Regions from separate parts of the Sus scrofa genome. Here region 2 is linked to region 1. The links are chromatin contacts, called in public promoter capture Hi-C maps. All regions are on one chromosome and are shown on one strand. The core of a region is the stretch at or near the end of the contact, and the rest is flanking DNA. Distances in the headings are between cores, read along the strand shown. Region 1 holds the start of AK9 (adenylate kinase 9). Region 2 holds the start of WASF1 (wiskott-Aldrich syndrome protein family member 1).

Region 1 (6,342 bases), core at 1,586-4,085:
AAGTCTTCTTAGTTTTTGGCAATAGCATGTAACACTTGGGAATACTGTTCTGACCCATTTAAGGGGTGATTTGGAAAGCTGTCAGTTTTGAGTAAGGCCAAGAATGAGAGAGAGCTCCACAGCAGTTTCAGGCTATGGTACCAGAGGCCTTGATTCTTGGGCCATATACCTGGCTAGATCCCATGATGCTAGAGGTCGCTGTGGTGGGTAGGACACTTTTTGGAGTCTTAGGGAAGACTCAACAGGAACCTCTCAGTGTAGATCATTGCCGTCTGCAGCAGAGAACCATTCCCCATTCAAAAACCAGCTCCTGGCATGCTCCTGGGCTCTGGGACAGAATAAAAGCCTGGCCATGGGCCATCCGGTGACAGTACATATGGAAGTGCCCACATGAGTTGGGTTTGTCAGACAGATCAAGTCCTCAAGCTGGGCAGACACAACAGCAACCCATTGAATGATAAAAATGGAACCCAGGGATCAGGCCAAATAAATATCATAAGCAAGCAGTCTAGACCCACATGTCACCGATCTCTTGTTCATCAGTGTCTCTTAGCTCACACCTCATTTGGAATCCCTTAGGAATAGCTGATTAAAAAATGATAAAAATCATGTATGGGAGTTCCCATCGTGGCTCAGTGGTTAACGAATCTGACTAGGAACCATGAGGTTGCAGGTTTGATCCCTGGCCTTGCTCAGTGGATTAAGGATCTGGCACTGCCATGAGCTGTGGTGTAGGTCACAGATGAGGCTCGGATCCTGCGTTGCTATGTCTGTGGTGTAGGCTCCAATTAGACCCCTAGCCTGGGAACCTACAAATGCTGCGAGAGCGGCCCTAAAAAGACAAAAAAAAAAATCATGTATGAAACATGATATATTGGTGCAAGCTGTAAATGGAATGCTTTTGGACTTTAGTCCCACTCAGGAGTAGTCCTGAGAGGTGGTGATTAGGGGAAATCCTCCTGGTAGGCAGAGCTTTAAGCAATATTCCTAGGTCCTTAATTTGGAGAGTGATGCTGAATGGCTTGGTCCAGAGCCTGGAAGGAGTGAGACTGGATCATAAGAGAAAAAGGGTTCTGGGGAAGAAGCGTGTGCATGGGGCTATGAGAGTGGTGTAACAAGCAGAATCTATGATGACCTCTAATGAGTCACGTCCTTGATAAGGAGTTACTGCCCTGGAAAGTAGAGGTAGAGCTGCTGCTACCTAATTAGGAGCAGGGAGATGTAGGTCTTTTTGCGCATCCTTTTGTTTTAGAAACTGGGACCAGAAACTGCCTTGAAGAACCAGTGACAGGATGCTGTCAACTTAATGTGGAGGGAGCGCAATGGGTATGAGTGGGGCAAAGCTTGGAATGTTGCAGATGTTATTAGTACCCTAACCCTATCCATTTGACACCAACCTTTTCCACAGATGACCAGCCCGGCTTCCAACTGGTGGCTTGTGGTTCTTTGTTTAAGGGCCCTTTCTGGCTGCCAGACCTTGTTCTGCCTGAGTTATACAGCAGACTGTATAACTGTATAAGAATTAATATTCTTCCATAGCAAGACTCAACCTATAACTGATGGGAATTGGTGAATAAATACCCCAGCTCTCTTTCCCCTTAAAAGGGAATAACTGAGACATACATCCAAGAATTCCTCAGAGAATTCAGCTAACAGAGAAATTTGCTTAATAATATTCCCTTTATTCCCTTTATTAGCTTCCTTCCCTTTGTGGCTGTTGTTTTGCTAGATTATTGCCCATATAAACTATTTGTCCTCAAGTTTTGTCTCAGGATCTGCTTCTGGATGAACAAAACTAACACCAGTTTCAAATGGAATATAGTAATATAATAATTGAAAACTAAATATTGGAAAACTGGAATTCTACAGATATTTTGAGTTATCCTGAATAAAAATGTGCAAATATTTAACTCATGTTCAGAAGAGTTGCTTTCCATTATGTAATGGAACAGAACTAAGTATTTTTCCCAGGTAAAAGATCCAAGTCAATGCAAAGTGCCAGTGCTGAGATGGCCATCTTTCTAGTTTTTTGTTTTTGTTTTTGTTGTTCTTGTTTCTTTTGTCTTTTTGGGGCTGCACCCATAGCATATGGAGGTTCCCAGGCTAGGGGTAGAATAGGAGCTGTAGCGGCTGGCCTACACCTCAGCCATAGCAACGCCAGATCCTTAACCCACTGAGCAGGCCAGGGATCGAATCTGCAACCAGTTACTAGTCGGGTTCGTTAACCACTGAGCCACAAAGGGAACTTCGCCATCTTTCTAGTTCTTAATAAAACCCAAAATTTCATACCAAACTATGAAAGAAAGTTTAAAATAAATATTAATTTAAAAATTTTGCAATTTCTTGATTTTGAATTTACAATATAATCCCCAATGCCACATTATGTTTATACTACAATTGAATACAAAAATTCTTAAATTTCCTTACATTTTTAGCAGTTGAAAAAATCCTCTAGCAGTGGGCTCTGCAGTTAACAAGGGACCCATTTCCTGGGAAACCTAGCACTTTTGCCATTCCAGTACATCTTACATCTCACAGTTGGTACCCAGTGAATACCTGTGGAATGAAAACGATGTTCGTTGAAAGGAGGAGTGAGGTTCAAAAGCGGAATTTACGGAGATCTCGAAGTTTAATTTTGCAAGGAAAGGAACTGGTCTGGGCTCCCCGCAGGAGATGGTGGGATTTCATTCGCTACGGAAATGGATCCGAGCGGTGGACTCTGACTCCTACATACCTATTCGTAGCAGACCCCACCGGCTGGCTGCAGTCCTCTCCAGGGACTCTGGGATCTGTTGAGCGGTTGCCAAGGGAACCCAGCTTGGTGCAAAGTGTCGAGCCTCTTGGGGGCGGGGCCTCGGAAGGTGGGGCTGTAATTTACTGATTTACTTTAAATACTCACTTTCGTACCTTTGTATTCAAAATTTTAATACACTCCTTTTCACAAATATGGAAGCTGATGATCAAAGAGAGTACATGCGTTGTTTACTTATGTTCACTCACATCTCGTGTAAGAAAACTTCTTTTAACGCAGAACTCCAAAGCCAGTACTACACTACGTTGTATTACACTACACTCGACAGTCTTTTTTTAGAATTTACAGATGGTTAGCCTCCTGCACAAATAAGTGGCAAGCTTGGAAATTTCCAACTTTAAGCGATTATAAAACACTAATTGAACCACACACCCTCTGGATACCATGGATTTAGTTGATTCTTCTAAGGGTAAAAGAGACACACAGCGACAGAAGGGGAAAAACACCTATGCTTAGTGCAGGACCGTCACAGAGTAGGTTTTCAGGAAAGGGCAGAAGTAGGCAGAGAAAAAACAGACAAACTTGGGAATGGATCTATCTGCAAGTCGGAGAGCCAATTCAAAAGAAGTAATCCAGTCCCAAATCGTCCACTTTTGCAAAGAGAAGGACCAGAAAAAGGTGAGATTTAACTAAACTGGCAGTGCCCTTTTCTCCGCCCACTTTTCCTCGTTCCCATACCAAAGATGGCGTTCTTTGCTTCCTCCTTCGCAGTACGCAGGCTCTGGAAACCTCTACCCCACTTCTCTATGGTTCTTCCTCCAGTCCCGCCCACGCGGTAGCTGGGGTGGGGTTTGCCTGGAGGTGGGGCCTACGGATCCGGAAACACCTGAACCTTAGTAGCTGATCATCTATGTATTTCGTGCCGATGCAGTGTTTTTACCTGCGGAACTTGGCATCTTGGATCTGAGGCGTCTTCTCTCCGGGTTTCTTGGGGGCAGTTCCGAGGCTGCTGCAACCAAGGCTGTGGCCTAGTGCCTGTTGGGGCGCGCCCCCGTTTGCTCGGCCATGCCCGCGGCCGCCGCCCCCATAATCAGCTTGGTCCAAAAGCTGGTTCTGTACGAGACTAGAGCTGTGAGTACCCAGCCCAGTGGGGTGCGGGGAGGACAGCGGCCGAGTAGGTGTGGGGCGGTGGGGCAGAGCAGCAGCCCGCCCCATCTTCCCTCTGTTCCCTAATTCGAGTCCTGGGGAATGCGCCCGAGGGGGCTTCGCCCTGTTATGGCACCCGGGACACTGTAGCTTTTGCAGCACCACTTAAAAGCCAAGGTTGGAACACCCTGGCAGCAAGTGTTTGTGATATCTCAAAAACTGTTCATGAAGTTCTGTACGAGTTACTGAATTCTTTTCAACTTTGGGAAAGTCTTGGAGTTCTCCGGTTCACTAGTTATAGTACAAGTAGGGGTTAGAAAAATATTCTCGACCTGTGAATCGGTAACTTTTCTGTTTTCCTATGCCGTGGCGTCGCAGTGATTGATAATAATTATGTATGCTTTTATTGCTGACATTTTTGGTTCTCTTTATTTGAAGGGAAAGAAAACTTTGTTGATTTGTTTGGATAGAATTCTTTTGCTTTTCATTTTACTTTTTTCCTACACAGTTTTATTTTGTTCTGTTTTATTTCTTCAAATCACCATGTAAATAGTTACTGGTAGAATTAGCAGATCCAGGTTTTTGTTTGTTCGTTTGTCTTTTGTATGGCTGCACCTGTGGCATATGGAAGTTCCTGGGCCAGTGGTTGAATAGGAGCTGCAGCTGTGGCTTATGCCACAGCCACCGCAACACTAGATACCAGCGGCACCTGCGACTTACTCCGCAGCTTGCAGCAGTGCAGGATCCTTAACCCACTGAGTGAGGCTAGGGATGGAACCCAAATCCTCACAGAGATAACTGTAGGGTCCCTAACTTACTGAGTCACAATTGGAACTCCCAAGCAGATAGGTTTTTATGTTTACGTTACTAGTTCCCTAAAATTTAATGAATGGTGCTTGAAGTATGTACTTTGTCATCTCTGTGGCTAGAAAATAAAGTATAGCTTTTCTAAACTGGGGTATCATTGATATTAGGGTCTGTGTTTAAATTACACTTAATGGTTACAGGATGGCATGTGCTCAAAACCTTCATAATACTCATTGCTTATGCTGTAGAATGTCTTATAAAACACATTCAGTGGAACTATTAGAGGAGTGCAAGAAGGTACATAGCAGATTCTCAGTTATTACATGAGACTAGCTTGTCTGCTAGTCATCATTAGCATTAGCATAGAAACATTGTTGACCCTAAATTAATTTTGCTGACAACTTCATTTGATAATCCAGACCAGAAGATAAAATTATCTAATAATACCAAATTTGCAAATATCTTCACTTGTCCTCTGAGGAGAGTCATACAGAAGTATCATTTTGACATTGAAACAAAACCTTCTGCTTTCTGTACAAGTGCTGATAAATGTCCCTAGTTAGAAACATGCATACTATACTTAAACACAGAAATTTCAGCCCTTTAATAAGCTGAGCATTCATGAGGACTGGCTGAGATGTTAATGTTCTTTCTAAAGCACAGTCCATATTATGGGGCTCTTCTGCTCAGAAATTTTCAGTGGCTCCTGTTCTGAGGAGAGTAAACTCTGCCTCCCTTAGTTGGGCATTCAAAGCCATATAGAATTTGTCCTCAACTTGTCTGTCTGGTCTTATATCAACTTGGCAATCATTTATTGAGTATTAACTATGTGCCTTTATGTGTCTTATTCTGCAGTAAAATTGGGTTGCTTTCAGTTCTCTATAACCACCCTCTGTTTTTTTTGCTGTTCTCACCTTGTAATGGCCCAATCTTCTGCTAAAATGTTACTGGTCCTCATGACACAGATGTGGTTACAGTGCCTTACGGCCAGTAGGCCCTCAATGGATGCTAGTTGAGAGAGTCTAACACAAAGAGGTGTGTGTTCCAGAACTTGATTGTGACCCCTCTCAGTCATCTAAGTAATGGAAACTAACTCTGGCCAGCGTAGAGGTAAAAGGTGAGTTTATTAGAAGGAAAGTAGGGAAGCAGTTGTATAGAATCATTGAAGGCTTCTACTTCCCCATCCTCTGGAAATGTAGGAAGAAACAGGAACACACTGAGTTCTGCCAAGGATCGAGTATAGGTGCTAGAAGGAGGAATCTGACTAACTCAGCTCTGATTGGAAGCCTGCCTCTGGGTGGACAAATCCTCTGACTGGGAAGGGATCTGGCAGTCTTTTGTTTTGTTTTGTTTTAATGGCTGCATCCACGGCATATGGAGGTCCTCAGGATAGGGGTCCAGTTAAAGCTACAGCTGCTGGCCTATACCACAGCCACAGCAACGTGGGATCCCGCCTTGTCTGCGACCTACACCACAGCTCACGGCAATGCCGGATCCTTAACCCACTGAGCAAGGCCAGGAATCGAACCTGCAACCTCATATTTCCTAGTCAGATTCCTTTCCACTGCGCTACGACAGGAACTCTGGATCTGGCAGTCTTGACTTGTTTCTGGAAGCACCTGTTTTGTTTCAAGAAA
Region 2 (6,342 bases), core at 2,423-4,922, 490 kb after region 1:
CTTAGAAAAACCTTGAGCTAATTGTATTTATCAAAGTAATAATGACAGCTAAATCTTAGTTGGTCATTTAAGAAAACATTAAAAATGTAATCAAGTTAATTCTCAAAAAATGAAACTATAAAATAGTAATTTTAAACACTTTTTAATAGTCTTATCATTTATATGAGGTTTCCTCACAAAGTAACTAAAAGCCCTGTTGTGGTAAAAGTAATATTTTTTAACAGTAGTTTTTGCTATGAAAGTTAATTAAGTTAATCCTCCAATATGGAAATCAAAAGTTACTATCTACTGTGATAATGAAAAGCACTTAGAAATACCTTAAATTATTCTGCCGATAAAGTAAAATGTATAAATACAGTATTATACAATACTAATACACTGTCTCTGAATATATGGTTATTTACAAACATGAATAATAAAGTAGTTCCATATGATACCTTACAAATGATTAACTTTTTTATTTATTTACTTATTTTTTTTTAGGGCCCGCACCCGTGGCATATGGAGGTTCCCAGGCTAGGGAGTAGAATCGGAGCTCCAGCTGCCAGCCTATGCCACAGCCACAGAAACACACGACCGAGCCGCATCTGTGAACTACACTGCAGGTGACAGCAACACCGACTCCTTAATCCACTGAGCAAGGCCAGGGATCAAACCCGCAACCTAGTGGTTACTAGTTGGATTCACTTCTGCTGCACCACAACGGAAACTCCTAATGTATTTTCAATGTATTACAAATTCAATGTATTGCACTACACTACAAAAATCAATGTATTATAAATTCAAAATGTATTTTTAATTGTGTCATCTGAAAATTTTTCAATGAAAAAGGCCTTAATGTCTTCTGGAGATTTTATTTTTCACAAACATAATTCAATATTCTACTTGTTTATTACCAAGTCACATAACTTTTTCATCAATATTAACTATACTTACATTTTCATAAGTTACACACATTAACTATTATACCTACTAAATTTGCAATTATTAAAAACTCAATGGATGAGAAACATTTTCAGTTTACAGCCACATGTCTCCAAAGCAAAATTCAATGTAAATTAGCCATTCTAACATGCCACAAAACACTAATGACATTTTTCACTGTACTTTACACTGAAATACTTTCATCATTCATCAGCTAAAGTATTTAAGTTTTCTTTAAAAACATCATGAAAACATCTTTACTAAATTTATGCATACTATTTAGTGCATAAATGGGTTTATTTCCATTTACATATAAGGAAACCAAGGCACAAAGGTATCCATTTTGTAAACTGCAAGGTCATTTCCTAACAAGCAAATGATTCTACACAATCAAGTTATACGTGTGCCACTTCCAAGTGCCATAAAACAATTACTATACTTTAACACAACTGCCTCTGCAATGCCTATTTGCAATTCCCTTTTACAAAGAGGGTTATGGCAACAATCTTAAACAAGAAAAGCTGGAAATGGAGGATTACAAAAAGAAAAACACTTAAAAATTTTTGATAGTGAACCATTTATTTTTAAATAATGAGATGTAAACAGTTTTTAACATAAGAAATAACCAACCGTTGTTTCTTCCATTTTCAAAAAATATTTCGTCTTTCAGGTAAATCACGCAAAATTGTAGCCTACCTATCCTTATGGTTAGAATTAGAAAAATGAGAAGAAATTCTATAACAAGTAATTAAATACATGATACTGCAAAGAAAAGAACTAAATGAAAAACAAAATTTAGATAAACTTAGGATATGTCGTTATGGCAGTTAAAATCCTATCTTAAATACTAAATACTTCATTCAACTGAAGACTAGGATCAGCAATGAAATATTCCGTTACTGAAAAATAAAGAAATACACAACTTTCCTTATTCAAAGCGAGAAATATTATACCAAATATCAGACACTAAAAAAATACACTTTTCCTAACAGAAACTTAAAGTATAAGGGAAAAACTGTTCATGAGAGTTCAAAGATTGAGACTGCATCTGTAATTACGATACAGTGCTAGCAACAATTAGAAAAATGTTACCTCCAATACAAATTAAATTTAAGAACATTAGACGGGATGAAAAACCAGTCAATCAATTACATCAATTACCCAACAGATATAAGACTTAACTACTACTATGTGAATCTAACACCAAGGAAAAAATGAAAATAGAATCCTAGGCACACTTTACATAGGAAGGACAGGATTAGACTGAGTCGTATTAAAGTATCTAGTCTAGCTGGGGATTAGTTAATTAATCTGCTACCAGACAGGTAGTGAATGTTCAGGTCAGATGTGCTTTCTTTTCACCATTATTCCAGTTCATCATCCGCAAGTGTGAGTGAGAGAAGGCGTCAGAGTACCGAAGCTAGGGGGCATGCTACAGCAAGGGGAAGAGAAAAATGGGAAAGGTGCAATGGATGCTGCAGAGTTGAATAATTATCCGAGTGGCACAATGGGCGAGTCCTGCCGACAACGGCGCTGGGTGAGCAGCTCCCTAACTCCGCTCAACGCACCACCACCCCCTCCCCAACAGCAGGCATCAGAAGCAATAGCCCCGCTTCGCCTCGTCTTCCAGTGGAGAAACGGATCCCCTCGCTTGCATTACCGTTATGTAGTGTCTTTTAGACACGGACGCGCGGCGCAAACACGCAAACGCACCAGCTGGCTTTACCGAGCCTGGGGCACGTAAAGCAACCGCGGCTTCTCGGACACCCGGCGCCGCAGCCTCCCCCAGAGCGAGAAGGCAACCGGGCGGGCCGCGGGGGCACCTCAGGTAAGACCCGCAGTCTCTCCGACTAGAGCTGCCTCATGGAGGTCCCCGCAACCGAGACCCGGGCGCGCCCGCCAGCCGCGGTGTCCCTCGGTACCCAGCCGGGCTGGCGGGTGGGCGGCCGTAGCTCGGGAACCCCGCGAACGGGGGTGGAGGCCGTCGCGGGGGGAGGCGCGCCCATCCCCGTAACCTTTGCCAGGCTAGCGCTCCACGCACACCTCTCTCCGCCCTGACCAGTGAGGAAGAGTTCCTCTCCCAGCACCCTGTCCCCTCAAAAAAACAATTCCTGAGAGACTCGCGCTCACCAAGAAATCCTGAGGGGCTCTTGCCTTACCCCTTCTTCATGCTTCGGCGGCGCCGCCGGTCCGCCTGAGCTCCCAGGACTCCACCTAGAGCCTATAGGAGCGTCAGGCTCCGGGATGGAACCAGCTATGGGCAGCGGCCGAAGCACCGGGCCACGGAAAACGCTGCCTGCGACGCCCGCCGGCCGCCGGACCCACGGTGTGCTCGACGCGAGAGCGAACAACACCGCGAACCGCCGCCGCCCCCCACCCACCCCCTCCCCGCGCGCGACGCTCCACAACCGGACGCGGGGACCCGCACCTGAAGCAGGGGGGATCCGCTGGACTCTCGCCACCTAATCCCCCATCTTTCCCACCCGGAGCTATTCCCGGGCAGTCAAGGTCTTCCCACTTAAGATTCTCACTTTCCTCTTCAGCTCCCGCCCAGTCCCAGGTGCAGCTGTGGTGGGAAACTCAACCCCCACCTACTCACCCATCAGTGGAGGGAATGAATATCGGTCTCTCCCCCCCCCCCCTTTCCTGAGGCTTTATGGTATTACCCAATCCTCAGTTTGGGGGAGGGGGACGGAGAGAACAGTGCTTGGTCGGGGAATGAGGGAAGATGATAGCCAATGGAATGAACCAACCATTCAGGGGCGGGGTCAAAGAAAGGCCTGCCCGCCCTGCCCCGCCCCCTCACTCCAAACTACAGTTCCCACCCTGCCTCTCCCATTTCCTGCCGCGCTGCACGCCGGGAGTGTAGCTCTTGGAGGCCAGTAGGTATGTCGGAACTCGTAGTTTTTCGCCACATAGGTCCTGAAAGTTATAAGCCATTATAACCCTCTCTAGTTCCCTAAGTAAATGCTCCCAAGTTCCAAGTTTTGTTGTGCTTGTTCAAATACTAATTAACCTATTTATTGATTGTTTTAAAGTATCATAAAGGATTTTTTAGGAAAGGAAATAAATAATGTGTGTCGTGGCAATCAGGACCTGAAGCTGCTCCTTCTTCCGTCAGGGCCTGGACTCCACCGAGTATCTGTTGCCGTCATGTCGGCTGCGATTGCAGCTCTGGCCGCTTCCTATGGTTCGGGTTCAGGGTCCGAATCGGACTCGGACAGTGAGGGCGGAAGGTGTTCACTGCCAGCCGCGGACTCCCTCATGCACTTGACTAAATCGCCTTCGGCCAAGCCCTCTCTGGCGGTAGCCGTGGACTCCGCTCCGGAGGTGGCAGTTAAGGTAAGCGTTTTGGCTACTGATGCGGGGCGGGAACTGTCGGTTTTGTTCCAAAATCTGAAAGTCGCTTGTTATTCCTGAGATTACCTTCCTCAGTTCTCACCCAGCCCTTACGGGTAAGTTGCTACCCCTTGAGTCTCTTATCCCTACTCGCCTCTTCCTCAGGAGAAGCCTGGAGTTAGAAGTTGAAGACAGTCCCCCACTCCCTGCTCTTGCCTCCCGCCGTCAGAAAGCAAGTGGGGAGAAGAAGTGAAATTTGAAATTTATGGATTAGGATGTGGCCTGGATAGGGTAGGCGTAACCTCAGAACATAAACAGAGCTAAATCAGGACTTCCCAAACTAGGGAATGTGTCCTTGGTTATAGTGACCGGTGACCTGGCTTTGTTTTGTTTTTGAAGTCGGAACTAGGTTCTGATCCAGGCTCCATCTCTTGTGTGAACTTGGGCAAGTTATACAATCTCCTCTGTTTCTTCACCACAATGGAGATACAATTTTAAAAGCATCTATCTATATGAGAGGATTATTATGACGAGTAAGTGAAATAATACAAATAAACCTTGTAGCAGAGAGCCTGGTATCTAATAAAAGTGCCTATATAAGTCAAGACTGTGAGAAAAGGCATTGGGTTTAAGAAACAGTGTGCATGATCCCAATTGAGTAAGGTGATAGAGGGAGAAATTGGGTTATATTTCCCTTAGCAAATATTTGTTTAACACATGTTATTTGCCGGGAACTGTTCTAAGGGCTGAAGACACAGAGGACAGCATCTTTGCCATCATGATGTATATACATTTTAGTGCAAGAGACAGCCAATAAAATCTGAGTAGATTAAGTGGTTACAGATTGGATTGAGTACTGTGAAGGGAAAAAAATAGAGTGCCATGAATAGAATTTGTGATGGAGAATAAGGTAGGAGTATGACTTCCATAGATTGGTCAGGGAAGTCCTCTTGGAAAAGTGACTTTGAAGAACAAGAATGAGGCAGCCAAGTGCAAAATAAGGAAAGAGTTTCCTGTCAGAGGAAACAAACAGCAAGCCTTGAAATGGCAACGAGCTTAATGTATTCGGAGAACTGAGGAAAGGTCGGTGTATGTAGAGCTGGAGGAGAGCATCCACCACTTGGCAGTATAGGCCCAGAAGACCCTAATGGGGGTATCAGGAACGCAGGATGTGGTGAAGAGAAGCAGTGTGAAAAAATTCCTTTGTATTTAAGGTGTTCCCAACTCTAGTGTTATAACTTACGTCTTTTACAGGTTTCTAGTGAGCTAAATATGGATTTTACTCCTTATTAAAGGACATTGAGTATTGAAAAAAACCTTAAAATCCTCCTACTTTATAGCAAAACAAAATCCCTAAATTTACACCACTCCAGCAACCTCCTGAGTCTTCATTCTTTGACAGCTTGGTTTTTTTGGAGCTCGCTCACTTTACACATTTTCTCCTAAACTCTGTGCAGCCTAGCCCTAACCTCTTGGGAAACTTACTGTCCCTGAGTAATGTCACTGGCCTTCCAATTGTCAAGTTCTGTTGTCTGACTTGAATGTCCATATCATGTGACACTATTACTAGCTCTTCTTTGAAATTTTCTCTCCCTTTCGCTTCTATGGGGACATCCTCAGTCTTCTAATCCCCTGATCTTCTGCCCTCCCTTTCAGTATCTGTTTCCTGAGCGACTGTCCTTCTGCCCCTTTGTACCCCTCATATTCTCCAGGCCTTCAACCTGCGATGCTTCTGGTGACTCATATGTCAACACTGTGAAGTGGTTTGCACAGGCTCTGGAATCAAGACTGCCAATATTCAAATCCTGCTTCAGCAGTTACCCAGATAGGGACCTTGGATAAATTACTTAAGTGCTCTGTGTCTAAGTTTTTTCTCACCTGTAAGGTAGGGATAACACTAGTACCTAGTTCATGTTATTAAAGACTTATCAGAAAGCATGTGCCAGGCACACTATCCTCATCCAATTCTAGACTCCTTGCTAGCTTTAGAACTATTGACCTTCTCTTTCAGGGTAGCTCCCAGGCACCTCCGATTCAATGTGCTAAAAAATTAACATTCTCCTTCCCTTAGGATCTACT

The links. Promoter capture Hi-C pulls out the DNA fragments that hold promoters and counts their contacts.
Region 2: a promoter capture Hi-C map of liver shows a contact between it and region 1, with 2.8 times the contacts expected there. The contact joins the promoter of WASF1 here to the promoter of AK9 in region 1. A contact is called at or near these places in 1 of 5 promoter capture datasets (liver), 1 of 47 Hi-C or Micro-C datasets (liver) and 1 of 2 datasets of contacts at active chromatin or transcription factors (alveolar macrophages).

Annotation. Positions count from the first base shown.
Region 1 is chr1:75,690,580-75,696,921 of Sscrofa11.1, forward strand. AK9 (adenylate kinase 9) reads right to left here and starts at 2,836. Exons shown (of 40, transcript XM_021091050.1): 1 at 2,735-2,836. It overlaps FIG4 (FIG4 phosphoinositide 5-phosphatase), which reads left to right and starts at 3,649. Exons shown (of 23, transcript NM_001243250.1): 1 at 3,649-3,883. The coding sequence starts at 3,818.
Region 2 is chr1:76,176,663-76,183,004 of Sscrofa11.1, forward strand. It overlaps WASF1 (wiskott-Aldrich syndrome protein family member 1), which reads right to left and starts at 3,673. Exons shown (of 9, transcript XM_021091110.1): 1 at 3,524-3,673. CDC40 (pre-mRNA-processing factor 17) reads left to right here and starts at 2,507. Exons shown (of 16, transcript XM_005652465.3): 1 at 2,507-2,752; 2 at 4,046-4,266. The coding sequence starts at 4,078.